Regions from separate parts of the Nomascus leucogenys genome. Here region 2 is linked to region 1. Evidence: chromatin contacts called from public Hi-C data. All regions are on one chromosome and are shown on one strand. The core of a region is the stretch at or near the end of the contact, and the rest is flanking DNA. Distances in the headings are between cores, read along the strand shown. Region 1 has its middle 19 kb from the start of IFNAR2. Region 2 holds the start of IL10RB (interleukin-10 receptor subunit beta).

The links. A called contact is a pair of places that touch in the nucleus more often than the background predicts.
Region 2: a Hi-C map of a lymphoblastoid cell line shows a contact between it and region 1, with 2.4 times the contacts expected there. The contact joins the promoter of IL10RB here to the enhancer-like site in region 1. A contact is called at or near these places in 2 of 4 Hi-C or Micro-C datasets (both in a lymphoblastoid cell line).

What each region holds. Positions count from the first base shown.
Region 1 is chr25:18,587,552-18,593,139 of Asia_NLE_v1, reverse strand. No RefSeq gene overlaps it. Among named protein-coding and RNA genes, the nearest start is that of IFNAR2, 19 kb to the left of the region's middle. Within about 2 kb of position 2,374, the one cell type or tissue checked has an H3K27ac peak away from gene starts, as active enhancers do. A contact at or near this core is called in a lymphoblastoid cell line, where this site is marked.
Region 2 is chr25:18,650,046-18,655,633 of Asia_NLE_v1, reverse strand. It overlaps IL10RB (interleukin-10 receptor subunit beta), which reads right to left and starts at 3,276. Exons shown (of 7, transcript XM_003263868.4): 1 at 2,895-3,276; 2 at 884-1,007. The coding sequence starts at 2,943. It overlaps IFNAR2 (interferon alpha/beta receptor 2), which reads right to left. Exons shown (of 8, transcript XM_030806097.1): 8 at 3,755-5,588.

The DNA of each region.
Region 1 (5,588 bases), core at 1,125-3,624:
TGAAGGAATTTCCACTGGGTCTGGAAATTGGGAAGGAAAAAAGGTGAAGAAGTCAGCAAAAGAATAAGCATTCAGGGTTGGGCATGGTGGCTCACACCTGTAATCCCAACACTTTGGGAGGCTGAGGCAGGTGGATCACTTGAGGTCAGGAGTTTGAAACCAGCCTGGCCAACATGACGAAACCTTGTCTCTACTAAAAATACAAAAAATTAGCCCATGTGGTGGTGCATGCCTGTCCCAGCTACTCTGGAGGCTGAGGGAGGAGAATTGCTTGAACCCAGGAGGCAGAGGCTGCAGTGAGCTGAGATCGTGCTACTGCACTCCACCCTAAGCAATAAGAGTGAGACCCTGCCTCAAAAAAAAAAAAAAAAAAAAAAAGAAAGAAAGAAAGAAAAAGAAAAAAGAAAGAATAAGCATTCAGCAAAAATCAGCATTCAGTAAGAATGCCAAAGCTTTGGGGGGAGGCTTCGTGATGAATGACTCTGGAGTAGAGAGTGCCATGGTAGGAAAATGGGATTCCTGGCTAAAGGACTGAGATATGTGATTAGAAAGTTGGGCTTGAGCTACAGGTGTAGGTTGGGGTTAGTGGTAGAAGTCCAGTGGTGGGGTATGTTCACCCCCCGGAGGCATTGTGGAAAGTTGTGGGATCAAAGTTGGTTATCATGATGATGGGCAGGTGCTACTGGCACTTGGTGGGTAGAGGCCAGAGATGCTAAATATTCTGTAATTTCAGGATGGTCTCCCATGTTGAAAGTAGTTCTGAGCTCTTCAAGACTCTTGAATCCATGGTTAGATCCTTATGTAGGTAAAAAACAAAACATGTTTCTAATGAGTTGAGCTTAGAACCTAACTCTGTTTTACATTTTACCATACTTTCTGAATCGTGACCCCTCAAATTCATATGTTAAGGTCCTGGCACCTGATGTGATGGTATTTGAAGGTGGAACCTTTGGGAGGTGACTAAGTCATGATCATGAAGATGGAGCCCTCACGATGAGATTAGTGCCCTTATAAGAAGGGACAGGAGAGAATTCTCACTGTCCCTACGAGTAAGGACACAGCAAGAAGATGGCCATCTACAAGCCAGGAAGAGAGCCCTCACCAGTAACCAATTCTCAATCTTGCCCTCCAAGCCTCCAGAACTGTGAGAAAGAAATTTCTGTTGCTTAAGCCACCCATTCGATGGTATTTTATTATAGCAGCCATGCAGACTCAGATGGTAGGGTTTTAATATCACTGCATTTTCCAGAATTGTAACTGCTGTGTAAATTGAGAGAAGATTGTACTCTGTTTTGTTCAGAAGTTTACCATGAGTTCTTCTCCATTTTGGAAAATCACATACCAATAACACTCATGATGTCTGAGTCAATGATAGATCCCACCTGTACCAGACTGTGTGACAGCTGTGGCATTTGTGAGGAATCCAGATGACATAGGGAATTCAGCATGATCTGATTCACAAGTTAACAAGCTTTGTCTCTCTTTTGCTGTGTCGAGGAAAGATTTGGAGCAAGTAAGACTGGAAACTTGAGTGCAGCGAGGATGCTCTTGTAGCAGTTCAGATGTAATAGAGCCCTGGACGAGGAGGCAGTGGGGATGGATGAGAAATATTGAGGAAGAGGAGTACATAAAATTTGGTGCTAGATTGGCTGTGTGAAGTTTGGGTCATATAAGGAACTGAGGCAAACTCCCAGGATCCTGGATTAAGGCATCTGTTAAATGGTGGAACCATTTTCTAAGATGGTATGTGTGATGGTTAATTTCATGTGTTAATTTCGCTGGACCACAGTACCCAGTTGTTTGGTCAGGCACCAGCCTAGATGTTGCTGTGAAGGTATTTTAAAGATGTGAAAACATATACCATGAATAACGCAGATTATCCTCCATAATAGGGCCTGGCCTCATCAGATCAGCCTCAGGAGAAAAGACTGAAGTCCCTGAGCAAGAGGGAATTCTGTTTCTAGCTGCCTTCAGACTTAAGCTGCAACATCAACCTTCCCCTGGGTCTCCAGCCTGCTGGCCTGTCCTGCAAGTTTCAGACTTGCCAGCCCCCACAATCTTATGAGTCAACTCGTTAAAACCAATCAGTTTTCCTCTCTTTCTCCCTCTCTCCCCTTCTCTCTCCCTCTACACACATACCTCATTGGTTCTGTTTCTCTGGAGAACCCTAATATAGTATACAACAAGAAGCAGCATGCTGAGGGTGAAAGAAATGATGCATTCAACTGAAGGCACAGAGAGGTGGAATTGCTAAGGGCACTGCAGAGGTTTCCTGGAGGCAGCTGCTTCCGTATGTCCAGAGTGAAGACGATTTAGACTGCGAGAATGGATCTGGAGACCAGCAGTGTCTGGCATCAGTTGGTCCTGTGAGTGCAGATGAACTATTCCAGAGAGATTGGAGAACTGAAACTGAGGTTGTGAGGGCAGAGCTACAGGCAACAGCGAGCAGACGAGACAGAAAAGGAGCAGAGAGATTATAGAAAAGCCACCAGAGCGCCACCACAGCTACGACGACAAAGGATTCTGGGAGGAAGTGGCTGACAGAGTCCAAGGGCACTGAGATATCAGGAGGATTAAGTGCTGAACAAGTCGCTGGTGACTTGGTTGAGTGCGGGTTTTGCACAATGGGGAAGGGATGAGACAAGAATGTAGAGGACTTGTTTTCGACAAGTTTGCTAGGAAGGCAAGGAAGGGAGATATGTTGCAGCTGGAGGCAGATGTGGGGGAGGAGAGGGGTCCTGCTTCATTCTTTTTTTTTCTCCCCCAAATGGGAAAGTCTTGAGTGTGTTTATTTTTCTATTTTTATAATTAAAAGAAGGTTTTTTTGAATAGACACAGGGTCTCACTATGTTGCCCAGGCTGGATTCTAATTCCTGGGCTGAAGTGATCGTCCTGCCTCTGCCTCCCAAAGTGCACCATTGAGTGTTTTTAAATGCTGATGCAAAGAACTAGTGGTGCCTGGGCGGGCGGGGGGCGGGTGGAAACGGGAAACAGGAGTAAGAGGCTGACTGAGGTCTGAGGGGTGACAGTGCCATCTGATTATCCTTAGTATTTTCTGACTAGGCTTCTCCAAGAACAAATAATAATTTCGACTTACATTTTGGAAGTTTTCCAGGGAGAGAGGTTTGACCTGAGGAGACAAATCCCTTGGCGCTTCTTTGGTGCTATCTGGAAACCAAGCTGCCTTGCCGGTCCTGGAGGGAACACATTTTGTAATTCCGTAATATGTTCTTTCATTTCTCAAATCTTTTAAATCTTTTTTGTTTTCTTAATCTTTTTTTTTTTTTTTTTTTTTTAGACAGGATCTTGCTCTGTTGCCCAGGCTGGAATGCAGTGGTGCAACCACAGGTCACTGCAGCCTCAAACTCCCAGGCTTCAGTGATCCTCCCACTCAGCCTCCCCAGTAGCTGGGACTGCAGGTGCACCCCACCATGCCCAGCTAACTTTTTTGTATTTTTTGTAGAGACACAGTTTTGCCATGTTGCTCAGGCTGGTCTCAAACTCCTGGGCTCAAGTGATCCACCCCCGTTGGCCTCCCAGAGTGCTGGGATTACAGGTGTGAGCCATCGAGGCCGAACTTCTTCATTGTTAGACATCAGGTGCACAGAATAGGGAAAATCATAATCATTCATTCATGACATTCTCTTCTCATTGGTCCATATTTCTCCTGCTTTAGTTAGTTATTCATTAGTTATTTTAAATAGTATAATGGCATCTATGAACCCACAGACCCCTCCTCCTGCTTCCCTCAAATCTGGGCAATGAGTTCAGAATCCAGTTCCTCTCCTTCCTTTCTTATATTACTTTATATTTTCTATATGTGTTCCTTAAATGTACTTTAAAAATTTTAGTTGTTTTAAATTTACAGTCTTTTGGGTCTATATTTTCTATATATCAAACTGCCAAGCCTCATCCCTTTGTTGCAGGCGGTTATCATCCACTCTACCTGACTGTTGTGTAATATTTCACTGTGTGAATAGACCATTGTAGGACACAGAATTTGAAGATGACTGCCAAGATTCTGGGCCCTGGGGAACATACAGTGTTCAATCAAACTTGAATCTAGGTGCTACTGTGATGGGTTTTGCAGACATAATTAATGCCCTTCATCGGTGGACCTGAAGGAAGGGAGCTTAATCTAATCACATGAACACTTTAAACCTGGGTCTAGAGTCCAGAGACAGGCAAGTCAGACATCCAAAGTAGCAGTGAAAATCTCCTGCCAGCCTTGCAGAAGATAACTATCATGTCGTGGAAAGGACCGTGGGGCCAGCAACCTCTAGAAGCTGAGAATGGCTCCAGCTGACAGCTAGCAAGATGTTGGAGACTCACTCCTTCACCCTCTAGGAACTGAATTCTGCCAACAACCAGTGAGCTGCGAAGAGGGCCCCCACCTTCAGATGAGATTGCAGCCCTGCCAGCACCTTAATTTCAGCCTGGTGGGCCCCTGAGTAGAGAACCCAGCCATGACATGTCCAGACATCTGGCCTATAGAACTGAGATAATAAACGGGTGCTGTTGCAAGCCACTACGTTTGTCATTTGTTATGTAGCAATAGAAAATGAATACAACCATAGTTTATCCTTCTCCCTTTTCTTGATGAGCAGTTGAGTTGTTTCCAGTTTTTGGTTATTGAGAACTGTGGTGCCATGAACATTCTTGTATGTGTGCAAGCATTTTAGGTATAATTCTTAGAGTGAAATTGTTATATCATAAGATATGTGAATTTTTTTTTTTTTTTTTGAGACGGAGTCTGGCTCTGTCGCCCAGGCTGGAGTGCAGTGGTGCAATCTCGGCTCACTGCAAGCTCCCCCTCCCAGGTTCACGCCATTCTCCTGCCTCAGCCTCCCCAGTAGCTGGGACTACAGGCGCCCGCCACTATGCCGGGCTAATTTTTTGTATTTTTAGTAGAGACAGGTTTTCACCGTGTTAGCCAGGATGGTCTTGATCTCCTGACCTCGTGATCCACCCGCCTCAGCCTCCCAAAGTGCTTAGATTACAGGCATGAGCCACCGCGCCCGGCCGGATATGTGAATTTTTAACTTTAGAAGGAAATGTCAAACTTTTCTCCAATGTTCTTGCATTAATGTATATCCCCACTAGCAAATATGCAAGGGTTTTTTTTTTTTAATATTAGGTTCTATCTTTTTTTTTTCTTTTATTTGAGACAGAGTCTCGCTCTGTCACCCAGGCTGGAGTGCAGTGGCGCAATCTCGGCTCACTGCAAGCTCCGCCTCCCGAGTTCACGCCATTCTCCTGCCTCAGCCTCCCGCGTAGCTGGGACTACAGGTGCCCGCCACCTTGCCTGGCTACTTTTTTGTATTTTTAGTAGAGACGGGGTTACACCATGTTAGCCAGGATGGTCTCGATCTCCTGACCTCGTGATCCGCCCGCCTCGGCCTCCCAAAGTGCTGGGATTACAGGCATGAGCCACTGCACCTGGCCTAAAAATGTATCATTTAAGTTTTAGAGGCATAACTTTCTGCATTCATTAGGTGAAGTTCAAATCTTTTACATTCCTGCTGAGTTTTTTTGTTTACTTGATCCATTATTTACAATGGTATGCTAGAATCTCCCACTGTGAAGGT
Region 2 (5,588 bases), core at 2,027-4,526, 62 kb before region 1:
TGTTTGTGAGTCACATAGAAAGCAGGTGTGTTGGCTTGTCAGCCTTGGGCCTCCTGCTGCTGTTTGCGCCTGGCCTAAAGGTGTGTCACCTGCACCTGCAGTCCAGCATGTGGCGTATGGTGGCAGGCTGCCAAGGGAGTGCTGGCACTGACTTCCTTTGCCAGGCATAGGGATACACTGATAGGCAGGAGAGGTAGAGGGCATTCAGATCACCGCTGAGATGACTGTCTAGGGTGACACTCATTCTTCCTTCACAGTCCCTGCTGTTGTCAGAGAATGGGGCTTTTAACAGTAGCTGTCTTACTTTTAATTTCAGGATGAAACCACGGAGAAACTGAGCGCTCATTATGCAAATTATGTGCATCACGCATGGCACTGGGGCATGATGTTATAATCCATTGAAGGGGAACAGGTGATATATGGTAGCAAGGGGCTTCCTGACTGCTTTGCATATCTCGGTTTCTTGGGTAGCATCCACTCAACATTGTTGACTTCTAGCAATACTACTCATACCTGGAGATGACAGCAGTGGTATTTTTCTTTTAAAATATATCAAGTGTGACAAACAAGCTAGGATCTGCACAGCATGAGGTTACCACTATGGCTGATTATATCTACATACGCATGATAAAATGTCTATATCTGCCAGCAGCCCTGTGATCAACAGTCAAATCATCAACCATCACAACTAGAAAATCTAAAAGAGAAAAGGTGGCCACAAGAATTTCCCAGACAGAAAAAGCCTGGCAGGGAGGCTCCCTGAGAGCTGTCACAGTCACACGGTGACCGTAGTCAGACTCCCTTCCTCCTGTGGCCCAACCCAGTGACCAGCCCAGGGCTGGCTCCTCCAGTGCGTTCCTGCCAATAGTGAGGCCAGACCCACCTTAGGTACTGAGCTGTGAAAGTCAGGTTCCCTTTGGCGAAAGCAGGTGACTCCCACTGTAGAAGGTTCTTGAAATTAACAGAATTCATTCTGACATTTTCGGGAGGTGGTACCATTCCCAATGCTATGAAAATAAGACAAAAACATTTACAACCTTTTTCCTCAAAATGGAAGCCCATGAGAAAGCCCACATCCAGTACTTGGTTCTCCTCTATGGCTCCATGTCTTCAAAGGCCACGTGGGTGAGGGAGGGAGACAGAGACGGGTTGGCTGTGCTGAGGAGGCTAGATTTTCTTTGAACAGCCATGAGGATAAATTTCTGGAGGGGCAGGAGTAAAGTGGGGACAGACAAAGGAGCCTTGGATTTGCGTGGTGGCAGAAAGGTATGAGGGGGTAGGGTGGGGTATGTGGATTTCAGATATATTTCCAGAGGTAAAAACAAACTGGAGACTTCCTGATACATTTGATGCATAAAAGCTGAGGTCAATGTCCATTTTGGGCTTAAGCAGCTGGTGCCCCGATTGGAGCTCAGCTGGGGAACTCACGAGTCCCATTTGAGCTGCATTAGGTTGGAGATGCTGGGGAGAGGCTGAAGTAGGAACGTCAGGGAGACAGCCAGATGAATGAGCCCAGAGGTCACACCAAGAACAGATGTGGGCTAGAGACAGAAATTATTTTCAAACCTTTTAATAGAAAATTCGAAACCTGGCCAGGCATGGTGGCTCGCGCCTGTAATCCCAGCTCTTTGGGAGGCCGAGGCAGATGAATCACCTGAGGTCAGGAGTTCGAGACCAGCCTGGCCAACATGGCGAAACCCCATCTCCAATAAAAATACAAAAATTAGCCAGGTGTAGTGGCACACACCTGTAATTCCAGCTACTTGGGAGGCTGAGGGAGGAAAATCGCTTGAACCCGGGAGGCGGAGGTGGCAGTGAGGCGCGATCAAGCCACTGCGCTCCAGCCTGGGCAAAGCAATAGAGCAAAACCCTGTCTCAAAAAAAAAAAAAAAAAAAAAAGAAAAGAAAAAGAAAAAAAAAAGGAAGAAGAAAGAAAGAAAAGAAAATTTGAAACCTACATGCAAGTAGAAAAGTAGAAGACTATAATAAACCACCACCCATCACCCAACTGGTACCAAGAGAGATATAAATGTGCGAGTCATGGGCCTATAGCCCGTGTTTAATGCCAGGGTTTGGCTGAAATCCCCCAAAGGAACAGTGCCAGGGAAGGAGAGAAGAGGCCTTGGGCATCACAATTAGCTACATAGAAACCTGACAGAGCAGGAGGGTCCCAAGCAGAGACAGCCTGACGAGTAGGCGGGAAACCGGAGGGGTATCCCGGAAGGCCAGGGAAGAGTTCATGAGAAAGGAAGGAGGTGACCATGGTGTTATTGGAACCTAGACAGTCAATTTAGAGGAGGTCAGAAAAGGTTTCAATGGATTTAGGTTTAGAAGCCATGGAGCTGGGGCGCTGGGGGGGCAGAATCCAGATTTCAGGCTGCTCAGGCCTGAACCGGAAGGAGGGGAGGTGCAGCGGGTGATGGGAGGCACATCTGTAGGGAGGGCTGGCACTGAGGGGGCAGACTTCGGGTTGGGGAGGGCTGTCAGGGCACTCGGGGGCTGGTGGGGGCCTCCACTTGAACTGATGGTCTCCAGAAGGGTCAGATGACAGCCACGGTGGGATCTTGGGTCTTTTGGGGAAGCTACTTTATTTAGACGCCCGCCAGCAGAGAGCTGCAGGAGGACAGGGAGTCAAAAGACGCCGGGAGTCTCCCCCTGAGTTTAGGGCCCAGACGGTCTGTAATCCGGGCGCGGACGGGGCTTTCTCCTGTTACAGAATCGACGGCAGCAGCAGCCTAGTTGCGTCTCAGCAGCCGGCCGTGGCGTTCGCATCTTTTGTCCCGAGGCCCCGATGCCTCTTAAGTCACTTGCAGGGCGCCCACGGATGGGATCGGGGTGGCATCTCGCGGGGCCTCCCGGTTCCCAAGCGCGCCCCCTCCCCGCGGACTCCTCACCTGACACCAGCAGGCAGCCACCCAGCCAGCTCCCGAGGCTCCGCGCCATGGACGGACGCTGGGGGTTCCGCGGCTTCCTCCAAGCACACGACCCCCGCCCGCGCCCGGGAGCGCTTGTCCGCGGTCGCTTCCGGGAACCAGCGGAGCGGGGCGTGGCGGGGTGGGGAGGGGCCGGGCGACCGGGCTCCTACCCCGCTGCAGGCCCCGCCCACCAGCCCGGGTCCGCCCGCGAGGCGCGGGGCACCGGCTTGGCAGATGCACACGAGGAAGAGGAAGGGATCCTCGCAAGCTTTGAAAGGCGCCGTCAAGTCAAATAAATGCCCTACACCACCAACCCAGGACTGAGAACTGGATGCTGGAATGACGGTGGTGGTGGTGGCTTTCAGTATTCCCCAGGTTTTGTCCGGAGCACCGGCACGCCCTCTCTTGAAGTCCGCTCTCCGCACAGGTGAGTTAAAAGCACTTCAGCAGCAAATCCAGTTTGAGGGTCTTCTTTACCCTTCTCCTCCCCAGGGATAAACAACACAAAACCAAGTTATCTTTATGCAAATAACTAGTTTCTTTCAGAGACTACTGAGAAAGCGTTAATTTCCTCTTTTTAACTTGATTAGTGGTTAGATGGGAAAATCCGGAGCTGTCCAATGTCTTGGGTAATGTACAGCATCGCCTGATGTCTGACGCTAGAACACCACGTAAAGTCAAGCAGAGGGAAGTGAATGCACCCTAGGCCCCTGCAGGCCACCAAGAAGAGCTAGAGGGAGTTGGTGCAATCCTAGAGATTGCACCAGATTGCCAGCAGGTGCACCAATCTGTGGCACACGTACACTCTCCAACGGAAAACAACTCAAGACCACACCAAGTTTGTATTAAAAAAGTACTGCTGTATTATTTTTTACCAATCTCCATTATACAGAATTTTAAAAAATACACACACACACACACACACACTCACAGCCATAGAGGTTATCCCAAAAGATCAACCCAGAATCTTTCAGAATATGACAGATGCATTGAGAAGGCAGATAAATTGATTCCATATACAAAAGGTCTCTCTCCTATGGAATTTCATTAGATTAAATAAGGTGTTTCCCCCCTCCTCACAGCCCTATCCTTTTGAGCAATCATATAAATAATCTATAGTCCTTGAGCTATAACTTGTATAATTTTTAGTTTTCCCCCTTTGAAGGGGCCTAAGAGAAAGGTTTGAGAAACCAGCCCTTGAGTGGGGGAGGGGTGAGGGGTAAGAGGGTCCTGTGCCTTTCATTCATCCTGGGGGCTTCTCAGGGTTGCAACATTTCCACCTGAGTGTTCATTCTTGTACATTTTCTCATCTTTCTCCTGGGTTCCTAGGATCTGGGAGATTACCTAGTCCAATCCTTTTATTTCAGAAACAAAAAACCTGAGGCTCTGAGAGGCTAAGTCAAATGCCTAGGGTCACACAGGGAAACTGTGGGAGTTGGATCCCTGAGTCCCAGTCCTTAAACTGGTTGCTACATGACATTCTAGAACCTCTCCCCACCAACCCCCTTTTTAAAGACAGGGTCTGGCTCTGTCACCCAGGCTGAAGTGCAGTGACGTGATCTTGGCTCACTGCAACCTCCGCTTCCTGGGTTCCAGCCATTCTCCCACCTCAGCCTCCCAAGTAGCTGGGACAACAGGCACATGCCACTACGCCCAGTTAATTTTTCTAATTTTGTTTGGTAGAGACAGATTTGCCATGTTGCCCAGGCTGGTCTCGAATTACTGGCCTCAAGCGATATGCCTGCTTAGGCCTCCCAAAGTGCTGGGGTTACAGGCAGGAACAATTGCTCGGGGTCAGACTTCCCTTCCCCCACCCACAACCCCCCAACCCGGCCTAGATTCACAGGAACTGTAATCACAGCTGACACACTCGATTCGGATTCGGAATCAGCACAGAGAGCACTCTGAAAATTGTCAAATAGGGTCTCTGAAACTTTTATGCCATACTTCTCCTGAAGATCTTGAAGCATCTTTGTATTTGCTTTTTTTTAACCTTAAAATATGGCACTCAGGTTTTATTCCTCTCCCCGATGCCATGTTTCCTTTCTGTATTAGTCACATGCATGATCCTAGAGTCTGTCTTCCCCACTTTAACTGGGGAGGGCTGGACAAGGTGGAATTCCAAGTGCAGGAGACAGGATGTGACATGGGTGAGGTGCCCAAGGCTCACTGACTGAAACTTCGATGGCTCTTCCCTGTTTCCTTGTGCAGGGCCCCCCCTTCTCTCCACTGCTCACCTGGCTCTCCTCCTCCCTTCCTGCCTCCTTTGCAGCTCTTGATATTATTTTCCTTTTCTTTCCCTGTTCCCACCCTGGCCCAATTTATTTCACAGAAATATCACAGGGCCAGCAGGGCACAGCGGCTCACCCCTGTAATCCCAGCACTTTGCGAGGCTGAGGAGGGCGGATCACTTGAGGTCAGGAGTTTGAGACCAGCCTGGCCAACATGGTAAAATCCTCTCTACTAAAAATACAAAAATTTGCGGGGCATGGTGGCAGGCACCTGTAATCCCAGTTACTTGCAAGGGAGGCTGAGGCAGGAGCATCACTTGAACCTGGGAGGCGGACGTTGCAGTGAGCCAAGATCACACCATTGCGCTCCAGCTTGGGCGACAGAATGAGACTGTCTCAAAAAAAAAAAAAAAAAAAGAGAGAGAAAGAAAAAGAAAAGAAA